Regions from separate parts of the Xenopus laevis genome. Here region 1 is linked to region 2. Evidence: chromatin contacts called from public Hi-C data. All regions are on one chromosome and are shown on one strand. The core of a region is the stretch at or near the end of the contact, and the rest is flanking DNA. Distances in the headings are between cores, read along the strand shown.

Region 1 (2,700 bases), core at 6-2,505, 230 kb after region 2:
AGGGAGGCTGAAAGGGTTAAGCTCCTTAAACGTGTCGATTAGAGCCCCTGTTGGTTTTCCTTCCATCTGACACAGCAGCCGATTGACAAAGGCAGTTTCATTCAGAGGCAAAGTGCGGGTGTGAGGCTGCCCCCTGGTGGTTGCACGGTGTCACTAATTGCTCTTGCAAATCGAGTCATTATACGAGAAAGCAAGTCCGTTATACAGAGCGACTCCCTTCCACACGATTTAAAGTCTGAAGTCAGAGGCTTTCATAGGCTGCATACACACACACATTCACATATATACACACACACACATATATACATACATACACACAGAGACAGGGGTTGGAAATGTCTTGTGTATGGGTAATGAGATCAACATATTATGGGGGGGGGGATCAGCTGGGGGAGGTCAGTCAGGGCTAAGAAATGATCCAGGCAGTCTACATGCGACTAATATGTCACACACAGTCCTTGCCTGGAATTATAGTGGCAGCAGTGCAGCCTTATGTATATAGTGAGTTAAATGTGCAGCCTCTAGTACATGTGCAGCGAATAGAATGTGCAGCAGCAGCAGTAGGTATGTGTAGTTGTAGAATATAATCCAGTGAGGAGATTTAGAGCCGACTAGATCCCCTTATAACTTGCTCCCCCGGGCACCTACCAACTGTTTCTTTAGCAGCAAGATATTGTCCTCCAGGAACTTCTCCTCCAGGCTGCGCGGGTTGTCGCCCGTCCGTGCCGCAGCGTCTCCGTGTGTCCGTGTCCCGGGGCTCAGCACGCTCTTTATCAGCACCTCCTGCCGGTGTCTCAGATGCCCCAGCTCCGCGAGTCCGGCCAACGTAGCCTCCAGGCGCTCCCGGGTCCTCTGCCGTTCCGATTCCGCCTCTCCCTTGTCCTTACGGCGGGGGCTGTCCTGGTGTTGCCCCAGGGGCTCAGGGGCGGCGGGGATCGGCTTCATCCTCTGGGAACGAGCGAGGCACAAGCTAGAGCGGCAGCCAGGCTGCAAGTGATGTACAAGGGCGCTCCAATGAGACGGGGATCTTTATCCTCACACTATACCGCAAGAAACCAAACTCCCAGTACTTATCAGCGGATACAATGCATCAACTTCTGCGACTTAGCGTCTCCTGCGCAGGGCGAGTGCCATCTTTGCTCAGAGCCAAAGCAATGCGAAAGCGCTCATGACAGCCCCGCACGACTAACTGCCACTCACTCCTCTACTCTCTCAATCCTTCTGCAACCAGTCCTGCGGCTCCAGCCAAGCTAAGTAGCCTTCGCTTACGTCACGCACGGTCCGACCCCGCCCCCCGTGCTCCGCATGCACACACTGACGGACGCTCCTCTCACTTCAGCATTACACATGGCGCAGTCCACACAGCACACACCGTTCGTTCATTTGTAGGCAATGGTAAAACATTCATTAAAAAATACTCGTTAAATACAGTGTCGGACTGGCCCACCTGGATACCAGGAAAACTCCCGGTGGGCCCAGGTGTTAGTGGACCCTCTTGTTTCTAAACATTTGGCCTATTTTTTTTTCCCTATTTCTTTATGGGGAAAATGCTGAATAATGGGAGAATATTGTAACTATATATAAAAGACTAGGAGAATAAAGAGATTGAGTGAGTAGAGGAAGAATAATAGTTTGGAAAGATCCACTGTCTAACTTTTTCTGGTGGGTTCACTGTTTTAGGTTTTCTGGTGGGCCCAAGGTCTAAGGCTTTCTGGTGGGCCCCTGGCATCCCAGTCCAACACTGGTTAAATATAAAATGTTAGTCACAATGCTTCCCTTATATTATACATTCAGCCCAGTAATTCACCAACTCTCCATCCTGTATATTACTGACAGCCAGATCCAGGCACGAGGTTTGTTGCGCTGACTGGAATCCACTTTTGTTCCGAACGGTGCCGGTGTGCTACTCTGGGAGAGGTAGTTCCATGAAAGCTATTGCTTCCTTTCTTTGTATCATATAAGGAAATAAAATATTTGCTCATTTGTTAAAAAAAAAAAACTGGTTAGGCAGCAGAATCCCCCCACACATACACTTTCTCAGATCCATTGTAATATTCCATGTCATTTTTATGGGTTGGCTCACAATAAGGGGCGGGGGTGGATTTGCAGGTACCACAAAGGGGGCTGGATTTACATAGTGGGCACCCGTAGGCCCAGGTCCGGACTGAGAATTGAAAAAGGCCCTGGCATTTCAGGTACACAGTGGCCCAATCAGCCCATAAAGAGGCCCAAACAGACCCCACCAGCCCACTAAATACTGACTTTCTATAGCACCTTATAGCAGCCCTTCTGGCATTTGCCAGAACCCACAGATTGCCAGTCCGGGCCTGCGTAGGCCCATTGCCTTTCGTCGCCCCAGTCCCCTCATCTTTATTTGGGCAAATTTATCTAAATTTATTTAAAAATCTATCATATATCCTTTGCATCCCCAGTGTTTCTGAACCAATGTGGGTGCGGTTGGGCAGAATGTCACCCTCTAAAATCCTGCGCCCTAGGCCCGGGCCTTGGTGGCCTTTCCACAAATCCAGACCTGCCCACAAATCATAGAACCAACGTTTCTTATGAAAGAGCTGCCTGAGGCTCCTATAATGCCGCCCCACCCCCTCCCGCTTACCTTTCCGGAGGGAGGCAGCAACGCTAGTGCGGAGAGCGCAATTGCCCTCTCTCGCACTAGTAAAGCCGAATTTCCGGTTTAAAAAA
Region 2 (2,700 bases), core at 72-2,571:
TTTCATTTCATTTCAATGTCTGTACAAACCAAGAAAGGGTTGTAGCCCACTCTTGGGGTAATGTAATAAAACTAGTAGAAGTCTTGCAATTAGTCTAGTAAGCCATAGCAACTGATCAGTAGGTAACATTTACTGTTGAAAACACATACATATATAATTGGTTGCTGTGGGTAACTAGACCTGGGCAAACATAATACCATTTGTTTCATTACTGTGATCCATTGTCTAAAAAGCTATTATTATGGGAAAACTATCTCCTGTTGAGTTAATTTTAAGCAAATTATTCTATTTTTTAAAAAAAAACATTTCCATTTTCTCTTCAATAAAACAGTATCCTGTACTTGATCCTAAATAAGTTGCATACATCTATATTTTATTTTATATTTTATTGGGATTAAATGTTTTTAGCAGTCTTGTGGTGTGGTGATATTAATTACAGAAAGATGCCTTATCTGGAAAACCCCAGGTCCCAAGCATTCCAGATAATGGATCCTATGCCTGTATACTGTATATATAATCAAAATATCTCCATGTAGCTAGAAGAGATGGTTTCTGATCAGCTGAAGATCTTCCTCCATCTTTGATATGTGTAAGAGAATGACAATGCCACATAGCATTTATGCCAGTTAATGCTGGGAAGTGGGAAAGTGTTTTTTTTTCTTTTTTGAAAATTTTCCCCTTGAATTTCTAAAGTTTTCTTGCCATATTTGTAGTTTAGCAGATATGCCCTCACTTATGACACACATACACGTTCACAGACAGTTTTGAACATACTAAAGACTTTCCTTCATGAGCTATCTTTTAACTGCAGCACCCAATCATGAACACAACTGCATCAACTGTAACACAACTACACAGATGCCTTTTTACTATACTGTGTATTGTGTATACCTGGGTTCTACTTTTCCTTCCTCTATTTTTGTCTTATTCTCTTTGTCCACTATAACCCTTCAATTGATCTCTTTTTTCTCTCAACCTTCTTGTTTTTCTGCTCTTTTATACTTGTCGTTAATTCTTATATGTGTTCTTTTTCTTTCTTGATTATTGTTCACATCCCCTTTCCTATTTTCACCTTTTCTCTTTCCATTCCCTAATTTATGTTCTTCAATGTCCAACAAGTTCCTGTTTGATCTTGTTTCCCTTTCTTCCTATTTCATTTTCCCTTCATCTTTTATCTTGCACTACCCTAATTTGTTTAAGATGTTCAGTTGTAACTCCCAATCACCACTAGATGTCAACCCATAACCACACACAGAACTCAGTACCCAGCCTTTGGGAGCAGCCCTGCCCTACTGCTTTCCTTTGTCTTCAGTTTTGCTGGTGACTGATGAAACATTTAGTTTGCAGCCACACCTCGCCATGCCTTTTGTTATTCCTCTAATGTAGGAATAATATACCATCAATTGGACTTTCTTTCTCTGTGTTGACAGAAAGCTACAATGTTTTGAACCAGAATCATTTAGCAGCTATAATGGATGCATTGTAGAAAGTACATTGGTAGCTTGCTATGGTTCAGAATGGTGCAGTGAAGTACATTTCTACAACATTCATTTTTTGGAGGAGGGCTATGCTGTTTGCAGGAAACGTGTCAGGCTCTGTTAAGAATGATTTTTCAATAAATATTCCGATCATCCTCTTCTATTTTTGCGTTTTGGGCTATGGCTATAACACAATACTGTAAACATCCTGATGCATTTCAAAAAATAATATTTCAAGCTTCACTATAGAAATTGCAATTAGCTACAATTAGTTCATTAAACACAAAACATACAATTTATTTTACTTTACACAGACATTAAAATATTTGGACACAGCTTCACCTGTGTGCAAAACATTTCTTCTTACATATTTGCATTTACATTAGAAGGAGCAGCCATAATGCTTGTAAATGCGGAGACATTCTCCAAAAGAACATTCCCCTGTAACTGTGATTGATATACTGATTATATCCTTTGTAGAATGGCTCGGTATGTGGCAGCTTTTTCTCGTATTTGTAAATACAAAACTGCATTACTGACAAAGATATTTGCATAGGGGAAATATTTTACATACCAGTTGTATGACCCATTCAGAGGCTCAGTTCAGTGGTTGATAGAACATTTCAGCTCAGTTATGGGCTGGAGAAAACGTATCTTATTTTTCATGAATTCTTGTAAATGTAGTTGTAAATGTATTGTAGAGGTTTATCAACCTCTCTATTGTTGTATTTTGTGCTAAATTAATCTAAAATCAAAGCACAGGTACTGTTTGCATCCAACAATTCTTATATGATAAATCTAGTGTGGGGTCAGAACAAGAAAAGCCATAATGTGAGCACAAGAGATCAGCAATACAGATTCTATTATTCAGAGGCTTGGATGACTTCTTGAACAGGCATAATAACCATGACTATAGTGATACTAAGATCGACAATTAATACAGATACTGGTATAGCGATGATCACATTTTTTTGGTAGACATGGATTCACAGCGAAATTCCGCATTTCGCCATCTGCAAATTTTTTCACCATGACAAAAACGTCGCCGCAAGAAAACACGCCCATTGAATTAAACGCATTTGGACAACATAAGTCAGGACAAGAAAAAATGGCCATTCACTTTAATTTGGAGTGAGAAAAAAAATAAATTCTATTGTAAAAGTAAATACTTTTAATTAATATAATTTTTTTTATAATGCTATCTGTTGTGTAGGTATTGGGA

What was found. A called contact is a pair of places that touch in the nucleus more often than the background predicts.
Region 1: a Hi-C map of the XTC cell line shows a contact between it and region 2, with 2.7 times the contacts expected there. The contact joins the promoter of dact1.L here to the enhancer-like site in region 2. A contact is called at or near these places in 2 of 4 Hi-C or Micro-C datasets (the XL177 cell line and the XTC cell line).

The regions. Positions count from the first base shown.
Region 1 is chr8L:94,778,277-94,780,976 of Xenopus_laevis_v10.1, forward strand. It overlaps dact1.L (dapper 1-B), which reads right to left and starts at 1,256. Exons shown (of 4, transcript XM_018230727.2): 1 at 649-1,256. The coding sequence starts at 945.
Region 2 is chr8L:94,546,855-94,549,554 of Xenopus_laevis_v10.1, forward strand. No RefSeq gene overlaps it. Among protein-coding and RNA genes, the nearest start is that of XB5727110.L, 15 kb to the left of the region's middle. Within about 2 kb of position 1,322, at least 1 of the 7 cell types and tissues checked has an H3K27ac peak or open chromatin away from gene starts, as enhancers often do.